Linked DNA regions of Mus musculus: regions 1, 3, 4 and 5 are each linked to region 2. Evidence: chromatin contacts called from public promoter capture Hi-C data. All regions are on one chromosome and are shown on one strand. The core of a region is the stretch at or near the end of the contact, and the rest is flanking DNA. Distances in the headings are between cores, read along the strand shown. Region 1 holds the start of Zfp185 (zinc finger protein 185). Region 2 holds the start of Fundc2 (FUN14 domain containing 2). Region 3 holds the start of Nsdhl (NAD(P) dependent steroid dehydrogenase-like). Region 4 holds the start of Prkx (protein kinase, X-linked). Region 5 holds the start of F8a (factor 8-associated gene A).

Region 1 (2,700 bases), core at 52-2,551, 2.4 Mb before region 2:
CACAGAAGTAGTCAGAAGACATGGGGAAGCCGGGGAGATTACAGTGGAGTGCTGGGGTGGCTGGTCTTACAGACAGAGGTTGAACACAGTCAAACATTAGGCCTTCTAAAAGCATCTGCTTTCATTCCAACAACAACCAGAAGCTGTAGGAAAGCGCTCTAAGCAGCTAGCATCTGGTCATATACCCAGTGAAGCTGCATGCATACTGTGTGATGGCTGAAATGGGAAGGGCGATAAGTCACAGGAAAACACGACAGTGAGTAGATTTGAGGGCCACTGCTGTAAAATTGGCAACAGGACTTTAATCTTTCTTTTTTCCTTTTTTTTCTTTTCTTTCCTTTCCTTTCTTCTTCCTTCCTTCCTTCCTTCCTTTTTTTCTTTCTTTCTTTCCTTCTTTCTTTCTTTCTTTCTTCCTTCCTTCCTTCCTTTTATCTTTTCTTTTTCTTTCTTTTGTAGTCTATCATTTTGATCATTTTTTGTGCACACTGGCTTAACTCTCTCCTCTATTGAAAGGACTTCTCTGACCTCACAGTGAGGGTTAGGAGCCTTTGTTGGATGTTCGACACCCCTACTACATTCTCACACTTCGTGCCTTTCACACATTACATATCCAAAAACTGTGAATGAATGTCATTTATTAAACCGAATGTGTGTGTCTTCCGACATGCCCTGAGAGGTAGTCCTGTTTTGCCTACCTGCCGGCTCCAAAAATGACCTTCCAGGGTACAAGTTTTCCCAGGCGCCAGACAGAAGTTTCTTGCTCACTTTTTTCTCCTATGCCTGACTTCCTGCATGATCTCAGCCATCAGTCCGCACCCCCCTGCCCCCAAGCCTGGTCCTTTCCCCGCCCCTGTCTGGGATCTCCATCTGTAAAATGGATCTAGGCACAGTAGTTCTCGACAGAACTGACCCGCCAGCATCTGTGGAAGTCGTTGGCCCAGAGCCTGGCCAGATCTCGCCGGGCGCAGGCAGGGACGCCACTAGTCAGCGAGGGCCCTTCATGTGGTGGAGTCCTCCTGGCCCCAGGGCTGGGAGCCCAGAGGAATTAGCCTGGAAGTTTTCCATAGCGGCAAAACTTTTTGGAGCTCGCTCTGAGCTGGGTGAGGGGAGCCCCAGCCTTGATTTCTCCAGCAGCTCCATTGGGCGGAGCAGGGAAGGGGTGGGAGGACCGAGGACACCGGCTGGAGAATGTGCGGAATGTGCCAGGCGCATCTACCTACCCCAGGAGAGGGCAGAGGAAGGGGGCCGGCCGAGGGGAGGGGCGAGGGGCGAGGCTCCCAGCAGCCGGAGAAAACCTGTTTGTTCTCGGGCGGGCGGAGCCCAGTCCGTGCCTCTTCGTTGCCCCGCGCGCTTCCCACTGCGTACCGCTTCCCGCGCCCGCTGACGCGGCCCGGCTGGGTTCAGTGCTGCCCACCCGAGGGAGCCCGCGCACCACGCCTGTCCGACCCTCTGCCCGTCACACAAGCCGGGCACCTGTACCAGGTAGGGTTGTTGAGTCGCCGTCCTAAAGAAGTGGCTCGACCACCGGGAGGCTACAAGGAGCACCCAGTTCGTGTCCTCCTGGACACAAGCCAGGGCCTCAGTTTCCCTACCAATAATTCATACTCGCTCCAAGCATCCCTCTTCGGAATCCCGTCAGGGAGGCAGTGCCCTCGGTTTCTGCTTTTCACCGCGAGTGAAGAGACAGGCAACGTTCCTCAGAGTGTCCAACAAAAGCAGGTGGCTCTCTGGCTGGTCTAGTCCCTCTGACCTACTCATTTGTGGATGAGACCGATTGTTAGTAGACTGCCAGCGGGGATGGGGCAGGGTGAGCCTAGAATTGGTGTGTTGCAAGCATCACAGAATTCCACATCCTTAGTAAAATGTGCCCATTTTATAGATGAGGAAACTGAGGTACAGAGGCAAGCTTACTCAATAATCCCCTCACTGGCCTGGAGCCCAGAGCAAAGGGACTTAATGGTGGTTTGTGATAGACATGTACTGGTCACTGGGCGACCTCAGGGCTGGGAAGGGAGCTGCTCATACTCAGACAGAAGGCGCCGAATCAAGTGTCACTGTGGTGTTATCAGCGGGATCTGCTGTGCACAGTCTCTGTAACTGGATTGTTTGTGTGGGAGCAGGGGAGAGCCAATAGCCTCATCCTCTTTGCAACTGCTTAGTGATAGCTTGGCCTCTGAGAAAGGTTGGAAACGCAGATCCTCCTGTCGGCCATGCCACTTCCTTCTGTACTGTGGCACCTGGCAGCTCCACTGAGTAAAAGGAGAAGCCTATCAGGCCCACCTTCCCCTCCAAGGCTGTGGAGTCTATAAAGTATGTTGGGAGTTGTGTTCTCCACAAGCCATTGGTACTGACTCTTGACATTAAGGTAGGTGGTGACACCTGCTCTTGGTCTTGTCTTGCTCTCATGGTTCTTTGGATTTCTAGTCATGGGCAGGAAGCAGGTTTCCACAGGCTGATAAACCTGAATAATGGTGAGGGGCTCTGAACTGGAGAGCTGCAGTAGGAAGCTTATGAAGTTCTTATTTTCCCATGGCCTCAACTGGCTCTTCTGCACAAACAGTGCCAGTTTGGGTGGGTGCCAACAGATCTCCAGGGTACAGGTACAACTTACTGGAGGCCTTTCGAGAATGTGCTGTCCATCGCCTTCAGCCCACTCACTACAAGATTGGAAGGAACAGAACCATCCCATCAATTATCAGT
Region 2 (2,700 bases), core at 128-2,627:
GAGGGCAGGAGAGAGAAGTGAGTATGGGTAGTGATTATTAACACTAAAGATACTTGAAAAAAATATGAAAACCTACTACTGTAGAAGCTTTTTAAATAAAATATACATGTATACATATATAAGAATTTAAATGGAGTTACCCCTACATCAGGATGACAATGTCCCTACTAAACACTGCAGGGTAACAAATATAAAGCCCAGTGCCAGGAATGGGTCACCTCTTTTGGAGTTTGTTGGCTCCATAAACCCCCAAACATTATAAGGTACTGCCAATTTTTTGGCAATCTACAGAACTTCATGGTTAAGATCGTATTGCTGATGACACAACATAGTTGAGTCATAAAACATGGGGAAATCAAGCTGGCACTGACAAGATTTCACAGTGCTGGAAGGTTACATGTGTGCTATTTGGGGTGACAAGTTATTGACAGTCTTACAAAGCATCTAAGAACCCTGTGAGGTACTATATAATGACTGATATGTCAAAATAGCCTCATTGCTATGGTAGTGGCATAAATATAGTAGGAGTAACTAATCACTTCATGTTTGTATTTAAGGCCCACTCCACAGGATAGAACCGATACCTGTTAGAAAGCCAAAACCCCATGGCTGCCTAAGTCATAGGGAAGAACTGCTTTCCTAAATGGACACAAAAATAAACTGTCTCCTCCCAATTTTTTTTACTATTATACCGATAAAATAGGGGATCTTTCACTCCTCATCTAAGAATCTTCTTTTTTCTAATAGACTCACAACTAGTATATGTACAGAGGATAAGAGGCAATAAAGTGCTCAATTCTAATTGAGATATTTGTATCACTCCCCTCTCCAGTCCCAAGGGATCGGAAGTCCTGTTTGGCCTCAGGTACTGCGTACACGTGCTGTACTCAAACACATGCAAATACTCATATACACAAAGTTAAAAAAAAAACTTTAAAGCGGAAGAAGCAGCAGTCATAATACAAGTGTACATTATTAAGTGGTTGGAATGCTTTTAAAAAGTGTAAGATGTGTTTTCCTGAACTTAAACAGCCTTGAAATTAATGTCAGAATTAACATAAGTTCATTGTTTACATAAATATGCAAAATCTAAAATAAATTAAAAAAAATAAAGGTGAGATAAACTCTGTCACCACCAAGGCAGAGAAGCTTTCTGCACACGTAGCAAGCATTCATTCCTCTGCGCAAGTGTGGGGCTGCAGCTGAGGTGGTTGTAGCAGCTGCTCCAGGACAGGAAAGATGTCTAATGGGACCAGGCCCCGCTGTCTCCGACTGCCAAGGGACTGGAAATATCTGCCCCCCCACCCCCTGCCGGAAGCCAGCTGCGGATGACTAACGCCTGTTCCTGGTCTCGTGGTCTGAAGCTGTGTCATCGCGATACTAGGGTCCCCCCCCCCCCCGCGCCCCCGAAATGGCCGCTAACAGTCAAGGTAAAGGCGGGAGCACGCGCGCAAGGGCCAGGGGTGGAATCACCTTTGTCGCTTAGAGTGAAGTACTGCTGGTTGCATGCTGAGTCGCTTGCTGGGTTCCTCCCTCCCCAGGGAGCTTCAATAGCACCTGGATAGGGCAGCGCGGAGACTTTTCTGGCGGGTGTTCTGGGATCTGGCCAAGGTCATACTTAAGCTGGCTTTTGAGTTACCCAGGGATGTTATCTCTGCCTAGCTCTTCTAGCCTTTCAGTGCCGCCCCTACCGAGGTGTCCCTAGGGAGATCCAGTTACTGTTCTCAGAAGCGATCTGGCTCCCTGACAGGAGTGTTTTTGTCTCTTACTGCCTCTCAAACACCTACAGTCCTCATTTTCATTGGTACTTTCCTAATTGATTGTTTTGAAAACAGTAGGAGATATAGTCGGCCCACTCAAAATAAAATCCCAGTGGAGCACTTTTTTTCTTTCTTTTTGTCCGTTTTCTTTTCTTTTCTTTAGTTACGTTAAGTCAGTCAATTCATTAAGCTCACAGTCATTACACTTGATGCAATTGCTGAGCAGAATACCTAGAAATTTCTGAGAAATCTTGTCTTACATAATTGTAGTGCTTACAATAATTATCGTTGTTTTCCTGGGCCTATAGACAAGGCTTGTAAATGTTGTTTACCAGTGTTTAATGAGCGGACTCTAATTGTTATCCATCCCATCTCACCCACCATCAACAGATAATTTGGTGTAGTCCAGTCTGGCCTCAAACTCAGCTATCCTTGTGTTTCAGCCTCTAGAGTGCGTGGAACTATACCCAACTAAATCCCACTTTTGACTAGAGCCATACGTTGAATGTATTGTATATGGTTTTTAAATATATATATATGAATATCTAGTGCTTCTAACACTATTGAAAGGACTTGCTTTGTACTGTGGAGTTACCTGAGTACCTTGATAGGAAAATGATATAATAGTATATGTAAATGTATTTCTATACTTCTTATTCAACTAATTTTGTGTATACTTAGGTCAATTCAACATCCTCTCTCTCTCTCTCTCTCTCTCTCTCTCTCTCTCTCTCTCTCTGTTTTTTGAGACAGGGTTTCTTTGTGTAGCCCTGTCTGTCCTGGAACTCAATCTATAGACCAGGCTGGCCTCAAACTAAGAAATCCGCCTGCCTCTGCCGGGCATGCACCACCACTGCCTGGCTTTTTCTTCTTCTTTTTTTTTTTATTAGATATTTTCTTTATTTACATTTAAAATGTTATCCCCTTTCCTGGTTTCCCC
Region 3 (2,700 bases), core at 86-2,585, 2.5 Mb before region 2:
AAAACTAAAATAAAATTAACCCCAACTCTAAATGACAAATAGCACAAACCTCTGTGAAGAAAAAACTTTCTCTCAACTTAAAACTATTTCAATTTATATATGTCAGTTTTTACTAAGTTATAAAAAAAGAAATTGGCAATAATGAGGTTATTTTCTAATATAACTGTAAATTTGTCTTAATGTGATGTCTCATATGACTAAATTCAACTATATTTCATTGGGGAGCCACCAAATAGAAGAGAGTTTTTGTTTTAAAATAGTATATTACCATTTTCCTCCTTGTTCTTGTATAGATCAACATAGAGCAAGTGAATATATGAATATGAATTTCTAGTGTTAACATAGCCTTCATGAGAAGACATAACTCTGACCTCCACTGTCTTAAAGTTTATACTACAGAAAGTTCATGCAATTGTACCATTAATCCATGTGTCACTTTAGGAGATTCAATTTCAGTCATTTTTAAATCTAAAAAAGCATCATCAAAAGCTCTTTGAGAAACCAATTACAGTTATGGATGATCAACTGTATATGATTTCCGTACTCTCGGTTTTAGAAATGTACTTAAAACATCTACTTGTGGTGCCAGTTCCCAAGAACTCTGCTCCTCCAATTACTTATGCCTAAATTTGGCTAAATGTAAACTTACTAAGATAAAAATTATGCCGGTACAAAGTGATAAAAATCAAACCATTTGCACCTGCGTGCTTTCTCACAGCCTCTCCTGAAAGCGTTTGCGACCATCAGAACACAGTAAACCTCTTAGCACCAATGCATAAACTTTAACTGGGTGGCCGCGGCCAGGAGGCCTGAGTTTGACTGAGGCGGAAGTCTAAGGGAAGCAATAGAATGGTCACCCTGCTGTTTCCTGAAAGCCAGCGGAGGTCCAGAGGCAGTTTGTGCGGGGGTGGCTGAAGGTGACTTGGGCGAGGAGGGGGTAGTGGGAAAGAGCAGGCAAGGCAAGCTGCTGGCGGCTGTACTTTCTCTTCTACCCTTCCGGCACACAGCTCCAAGGAAGAACTAGTGCGTCAACGCCAAGAACCGTGCAAGAAAGGTAGCAAGGCTGCACCGAGGCCTAGGAAAGGACCGGGGACGCCGCGTGGGGTCCACCGAATCCCTAGCACTTACCATCACCCAACGGACTCTGCCACCGGTTGTTAAGGCAACGGCGTACTCGCAGCCTCAGCGGCGTTCCCACTGCTCCACGCGCGCACAGCCCGCTTCCCATTGGTTTGGGAACGAAGAGGTGGGGCTAACCTGGCAAAACTCGCCCAAGAGCAAGAGGGCGGTGCGTCGGCAGCCAAAGACTAGCCTCATTGGGCAAAATCATGCTGTGAGCGTCAATTGGTTGCGCCAGAGCCAAGCTAGACCAATCAACATTATGAAGGAAGCTCTGCTGATTGTGGGCTCATATCTATCAGTAGAAAAGGGTGGCGGGTGTTCAGCCAGACTTCTCTGGTTGCCGGTTGTCTGCAAGCTGAGGTCGATCATTTGAGTGTCTAAACCGGGTAAGAGTTGCGGGCTTGCCCTTAGAGGCTGCTGCGTGTGGGTGACAGAGCCTGGAGGAAGTAGGAGGGAATGGGTGGGACCCATTTTAAAACCGAGTTGGGGGACACAGAACATCTGAGGGGCCAGCAAGATATGACCAAATGGTTTGGAGGGGTGACTGTGCCAGGAGAAGCTGAGACCTCGAAACTGGAGTGGGCATGCTGAGTATTGTGTCAGTGGTTCACAGGGCTGGGGCTTAGAAACCCAATCCACATGAGGCTTTGTCTTTACATTAGCTCTACAAGAGTCACTTTAGCTCTCAGGGGAATGGGCTGGGGACTTTTAGATCTTCAAAACTCATCAAAATGTGTCCTGTTAGACGTACAGACACTCAAGTCACATGGGAAGGAGCATTCCTGAATGAGACTCCCTTGAAAGCAAAGCCACAGGAGTTTTGGAAGTATGGAATGTAAAGAGAATTAAAGGGCAAAGTGCACAACGGGTTGGGGCTACCTGGAGCTGTGCCAGGAGTAATGAAGGCCCAGGGTCGAACACAGATTCTATGTTCTACGTCCCTCAAAGCAAAGAAAATCAGTTTAGGGACTTTAAGGGCACAGTATCAGTCTCTCAAACTGAGAAAGGCCTGAGACTTAACAGCTCCCCATAAATGTAATATAGGCCCTTTGCCCTCTTTCCTTTAAGCCAGGAACCGGCTTCAAAACTTTTGTGTCTTGTTTGGCTCCTTTGTTCACTGCAGCAACAATCCCCCATATCCAGCCTCTGAGTTCTCACAGTTCCGTCCTTGAATTGTCCTCTGTTTTCTCTGTTCCTCCTCAGCCCTTCCTCAGCAGTATGAGCTGGAGTTCTCACCATAATCTGCAAAGCCTGCCATGAAATTCCTCCTTCTCCCATCACACCCACACTGTTCCCCCTCTGGCTCACTCTCACCCAGGGCACTATTTTTGCGGCTGATACATTCCTTCACTGACCTTACCCAGTCCCATGAACTTTTTAAAATTTTTTAGTATTTTGATTAATTCTTTGAGAAAATTTCACAGGTAGATATAATTTTTTTGTTTTGAGATAGGGTCTCACTCTGTAATTCTGGCTGACCTGGCACTCACTATGTAAACCAGGATGCCCTCAAACTTCACAGGGATCCATCTGCCACTGCCTCCTGAGTGCTTAGATTAAAGGTATGCACCAGCAAGC
Region 4 (2,700 bases), core at 36-2,535, 2.4 Mb after region 2:
ATGATACATAAATAAACGACATTCATTCAAGCAGCTCAGTTTCCCTCAAAAGTCAATCAAAAGCCAAGATGCAGCGAGTGTCAGCCAGCCTCCAAGAGGGAACCAGGATCAAACTTGCAAGCCCTTTTACCCACACACATTTTTTTTTTAACATCTCACCTGCTCAGCTGAGAAAGTGTTTATTGCCCCTCATCCTGGTCCTGAACCCTGACTTGACTTCCACACCAGGGTGAACACAGAAGCCTCTAGAATCTCTGCTCACAGCTGATCGGAGGACGCCAATCCCTCCCTCTGTCCTTCCTCCATCCTCCCGGAACACTTTCCTAATCATCAACACACCAGGCACAACTGTCCTAGTGACCAAGTTTGCTGAGAAGCCCGGGACTCCTGGGCTTCAGACTTGAGAAGCTGGCGCCCATGATTCGCAAGATCCTAGCCTCCCTCCCCAGTACTCCGGCACGTTTGGGGATCTACCGGCTTCCCTAGCAACTTTCGGGGTCACGAGGGTACCAAGTTTGAGCCACTAAAGAAAAAACGAGACCCAGGCACACAATAGATGCTGGGAAAACGTCCCCGAAGGGTCCCTTGGGGGTCACGCGTCCCTTCGAGTCCCGCCAGGGGTCTACAGTGCGGAGGCTGGATGCGATCCCGAGAAATCCTGGGCATGAGCGGGTGCGCAAGCGCCAGGGAGGCCGGGCGTGGTGTCCCAAGGGTGGCTAGCACCCCAGTAGGGAGCCTCCGAGTCCCTAAGGTGAAGTCACCCTCCTGAAAGCTCTGTGACGTGGGGCTGCCCCGTTTCCGGAGGCCCAGTAATGAGAGTGTGGGAGACAGAAATCTGAGGGTCGCTCCCAAGCCGCGTCCCCACACATAAGTTCTTACTCAGTTCTCACTCACCCACGGTGGCTATGGTGTCCCAATCTTGTAACGAGTGCCCCGCCTTCTGTGACGATGTCCTGGGTTTGGGGTCCGCGGCGGGCGCCGAGACCTTGGTCTTCACGGGGTCATGGTCTGGATCTTTTACGGTCGCCGCGGCACCAGCGGGCGGCTCCATGGGGCGGGGGACGCACGGTGTGACAGCGGCGCAATGGCAGTCTGTGCATCAGCAGTGGGCTCGCACGGGTGTTCCGGAGCCCGCGGCCGAGAGGACAATGGAAGCAAACTCAGCGGGTCTCAGAGCGATGGGAGGGGCTCATGGAAGTCGCCCGAGGGCTCCACGGACGCGCGTGGGGTCCGCGGGACCGGAGCCAACCGCAACCCTCTTCATTCCCGGCGGAAGCCGGCTGGGCGGCGACCGGCTTGTGACGGCGGGGGAGTGGGGTGTCTGGATGACGCGAGGGGGAAGAGCCTTCATCTCGCTCCGCCTTGTTGCGTAACCGACGGGGAGGAGCCCGGCGTTGGCCCAACCCTGCCTATTGTTACTCACCCGCGGGGCCCACGCCCATGGGATGTACCTGCACCAAAGTAAAAGTAATGGAGGGGGCTGCACTGGGGCCACGGGGTCCAGCTTGACACACACACACGCACGCACACCATGGGTCTCTCTCTCTCTCTCTCTCTCTCTCTCTCACACACACACACACACACACACACACACACACACACACACACACACACACCGCATGCCTGGTTCCTCCCCCTTGGCAGGAAGCGGGAAGGAAGAGGTGCAGGAACTTCCGGCTGCTGCTTGGATATTTACCAGCAGAGCCTTAGCAGTGGGTAAAGGCACCAGAAGGAGTCCGGGTTGGGCAGGGTTTCTCGGTTTCTCCTTAATCTCAGGGGATTGAACTCCTGGTGTTCTGTAGTCCCCGAGTGCCGCCCTCCCGAAAGCCCGGGCTCTCAGTGGCCCTGCAGCACCTGCTGATCCTGAGCCCTGGGGCTCCTGAGTAGACCGGGTTTCCAGGGACTTGTTATGCGGCTTCAAACAGGCCTGGGCTCGTAGGCAGTGCTGAGAACTGGGTGCTTCACAGACCGCAGCCACCACCTGCAAGGTGAGGGCGGTGTTTCCCTGAGCCTGGAATGCAAAGAATGTGGTCTCCCGGCTGCTCAGTGCATGCTCACTGCACTGCACCGCTCCTAGCTTTGAGGCACTGGGTCCTAGAAGACACAGGGCCAATAGGGCCCCAAGTCAGGAATGAAGTGGGGACCATCCATTCGGAACCAGTTGCCCCGATGATGCCCGTAGGTGGCAAGTACACTGACCTTGGCAACAAGAAAGTCTGCTGGCTGCTTTATTTATTATTATTTTTTTTTATTGTTTCACATTGAGAACATTTTCTCATTCAATAAACACATGCTAGGACCTGATACTCCACTAGTCAGAATGCACAGAGCCTGCTATTATTTTGAGTTTGGTTACACTATGACAAAACTGTAGCCTGATCCCAGACCTTAGTAGACCCCCAGACTTTATACAGCTGACTCCATGATGGAAGTATCATTCAGGTTATAACACTCAAAATGAAGACAGCGCCACCTACCAAAACTAAAAGACTAGTCCATCAAAGCCCTTAGTTCTGGGAAAGTTTCTAAATCTACTAAGCTTGCATTTTGGTTTCTGTAGTTCCACTTCTGGCTAATTGTTCTTGTTAAAACATGTCAACCTAGAACATAGTTTCTGTTTTAAAAGCTCACCCTGAGAAAGGCTTAGGGTACACTTGGAACCCAAGTACCCAAATGTAGTCTCTGGCTGGCTAATAAAGA
Region 5 (2,700 bases), core at 138-2,637, 2.2 Mb before region 2:
TTGGCTAAAGGTTGTAAGTGCCTGGTTTGATAATACTTTGCTGCCTGCCTCTTCTATTTATGTGCTGTATTATGTTGTTTATTGTTTTACATTTGCTTGCAATATACATAAATGCACTCATTTGAAACCTAAAGTACATATGTGATATATCACTGTTCTATGGGATAGGTTGTCATTTAAGAGAGAAATTGGTATACTGGCTTTTTTCAGAGGGAGGGAGGGCAGGAGGGCAGGAGGGATGGAGGGAGAGAGAGACAGAGAGAGATTGATCAAGACATTGATGGTTTTTAAAAATTATTTCTTTATGTGTCTGTGTGTTTTACTGGGAAATGAACTCAGGTCCTCTGCAAGAGCAACAAATGCTCTTAAGCAGTAAGCTTTCTCTCAGGCCTCCATTGATGCTTTTAAATGATAGGTCTGCTATGCACAATTCTATTTTTTGGTTCACGATAAGAGTAGAAAATTAACACATCCTTTATTTGCTGAGTTCATTTGACTTTTGGATCAATGGATTGCTTTTTTAGAATTTGGAGGATAGGATCCAAGTGTATCACACCATGAAAAACTAAGGAGAAGACAAGAGAATTTGCGAAATGAAAATTAGCTTCTGTTGTACATCTTGACAAATTATTTTCAGGCACGTAATTCTCTACTAGGTGCAAGTATATAATCCTTTATATATAAATTTAATAATGTACACTCCCCCCTTTTGTTCAAGTTCTGGTAGGTAATCATTTGGACTAATTGAGATAGTTCAAAATAAAGTAAAAGGAATCCCTTCTTTGTTTTTAAATACTTGGTATAAATTGAAACACATGCATGTACAATAGCTAATTTAAAGTGCCTTTGGTAGTGCATGTCCTGCTAAAAATCCTTCATGAAAACTCTTTCAAAATCAATGTGTATATGATTGCAGGTGATATGTATATCAATGTGTATATGATTGTAAATAAGCTGTAAACTAGCAAAGGCTCCCACCATGGCAGGACCTGTACTAGCTTGCTCAGTCAGGTCTCATGTTTGTTGAGGAAGTGAGGGGTACGATGCTAATCCTGGCAGCAGAGAAATCCTTTGCATATTTGACTGGCACTGGACCCGCCCCCTCCATTTGCGTCACTCAAGCCCCACCCCCGCAGAATTTAATTCCATACGGGGACTGTTTGGGTAGGCACCCAGCCCTTCTTCCTTGATTGGCTTTTATAGTCCTCCATATCCCTCCTTCAACAGCACTTTGCACATCACTGTGGCTACAGCAGAGCGCTGGGGCGCCTGAGGCGGAAGCGGAGGTGATGAATTGTGATCCCATTGTGGGCTAGGCGCAGCGTAGCGTTAGTCATAGCTGTTCCCCCTCAGCCCTCCCTCAACCGGAAGTAAGGCGGCGCGGCTAGCCGGTCAACATGGCTGCGGGCTCTGCGTCCTCCTTGGGCGGCGGTGCCTGGCCAGGCTCAGAGGCTGGGGACTTCTTGGCACGCTATCGGCAGGTGTCCAACAAGCTCAAGAAGCGCTTCTTGAGGAAGCCGAACGTGGCCGAGGCCGGGGAGCAGTTCGCCCAGCTAGCCCGGGAGCTGCGCGCCCAGGAGTGCCTGCCTTATGCTGCCTGGTGCCAGCTGGCTGTGGCGCGCTGCCAGCAGGCGCTCTTCCATGGGCCCGGGGAAGCGCTGGCCCTCACAGAGGCGGCCCGACTTTTCCTGCGGCAGGAGTGCGACGCGCGCCAACGCTTGGGCTGTCCCGCCGCCTACGGGGAGCCTCTGCAGGCGGCCGCCAGCGCCCTCGGCGCCGCTGTGCGCTTGCACCTCGAGCTCGGCCAGCCTGCCGCCGCTGCTGCACTGTGCCTGGAACTAGCTGCTGCCCTTCGCGCAGTGGGCCAGCCGGCCGCTGCTGCCGGTCACTTTCAGCGGGCTGCCCAGCTGCACCTGCCCCTGATGCCACTGGCCGCACTGCAAGCGCTTGGTGATGCTGCCTCCTGCCAGCTGTTGGCGCGCGACTACACAGGCGCCCTGGCGCTATTTACACGCATGCAACGCCTGGCACGGGAGCATGGGGGCCACCCGGTACAGCAACTCGAGCTGCTGCCGCAGCCGCCTTCTGGGCCCCAGCCACCCCTGTCGGGACCCCAGCCGAGACCTGTCTTGGGCTCGACCTTGCCCCTCCCGCAGCCCCCGGACCACGCCCCAGGCTCTGTTGCGCCTTCACCTGGCACACTCGGTGCCTTTGCTGACGTCCTAGTCAGGTGTGAGGTGTCCCGTGTACTGCTGCTGCTGCTCCTGCAACCACCACCTGCCAAGCTGCTGCCCGAGCATGCCCAGACCCTGGAGAAGTACTCCTGGGAGGCTTTCGATGGCCATGGCCAGGATACCAGCGGCCAGCTTCCTGAGGAGCTGTTTCTGTTATTGCAGTCTCTGGTCATGGCTGCCCAAGAAAAGGACACTGAAGGCATCAAGAAGCTGCAGGTGGAGATGTGGCCACTGCTAACCGCTGAGCAGAACCACCTCCTCCACCTCGTTCTGCAGGAAACCATCTCTCCCTCTGGACAGGGTGTCTGATAAGTCACCTTCTTACCAACTTGTTTTATCTTTGGGGACAGGTGATGAAACATGTGATCTAGCTTCTGTTTTTTTTGTCTGTTTTTGTCTTGTTTTTCTTTTCATTTCTATTGCTGCCATGTTAATTTGGCTTTGTGTGCCTAGCAAGTTACTTAAA

What was found. Promoter capture Hi-C pulls out the DNA fragments that hold promoters and counts their contacts.
Region 1: a contact with region 2 is called in a promoter capture Hi-C map of hippocampal neurons, with 5 times the contacts expected there. The contact joins the promoter of Zfp185 here to the promoter of Fundc2 in region 2. A contact is called at or near these places in 2 of 39 promoter capture datasets (hippocampal neurons and pre-B cells).
Region 3: a contact with region 2 is called in a promoter capture Hi-C map of pre-B cells, with 7 times the contacts expected there. The contact joins the promoter of Nsdhl here to the promoter of Fundc2 in region 2. A contact is called at or near these places in 3 of 39 promoter capture datasets (erythroid cells, liver and pre-B cells) and 1 of 9 other capture datasets (adipose tissue).
Region 4: a contact with region 2 is called in a promoter capture Hi-C map of pre-B cells, with 13 times the contacts expected there. The contact joins the promoter of Prkx here to the promoter of Fundc2 in region 2. A contact is called at or near these places in 2 of 39 promoter capture datasets (embryonic stem cells and pre-B cells) and 1 of 115 datasets of contacts at active chromatin or transcription factors (large pre-B cells).
Region 5: a contact with region 2 is called in a promoter capture Hi-C map of pre-B cells, with 8 times the contacts expected there. The contact joins the promoter of F8a here to the promoter of Fundc2 in region 2. A contact is called at or near these places in 4 of 39 promoter capture datasets (the C10 cell line, cranial neural crest, erythroid cells and 1 more).

What each region holds. Positions count from the first base shown.
Region 1 is chrX:72,986,038-72,988,737 of GRCm38.p6, forward strand. It overlaps Zfp185 (zinc finger protein 185), which reads left to right and starts at 1,302. Exons shown (of 19, transcript NM_009549.3): 1 at 1,302-1,482.
Region 2 is chrX:75,381,022-75,383,721 of GRCm38.p6, forward strand. It overlaps Fundc2 (FUN14 domain containing 2), which reads left to right and starts at 1,378. Exons shown (of 5, transcript NM_026126.4): 1 at 1,378-1,430. The coding sequence starts at 1,412. It also overlaps a transcript of F8 not described here.
Region 3 is chrX:72,917,186-72,919,885 of GRCm38.p6, forward strand. Nsdhl (NAD(P) dependent steroid dehydrogenase-like) reads left to right here and starts at 1,336. Exons shown (of 8, transcript NM_010941.3): 1 at 1,336-1,508. Cetn2 (centrin 2) reads right to left here and starts at 1,159. Exons shown (of 5, transcript NM_019405.6): 1 at 1,129-1,159. The coding sequence starts at 1,131.
Region 4 is chrX:77,794,654-77,797,353 of GRCm38.p6, forward strand. Prkx (protein kinase, X-linked) reads right to left here and starts at 1,286. Exons shown (of 9, transcript NM_016979.2): 1 at 895-1,286. The coding sequence starts at 1,051.
Region 5 is chrX:73,226,919-73,229,618 of GRCm38.p6, forward strand. F8a (factor 8-associated gene A) reads left to right here and starts at 1,388. Exons shown (of 1, transcript NM_007978.3): 1 at 1,388-2,700. The coding sequence starts at 1,398. The coding sequence ends at 2,543.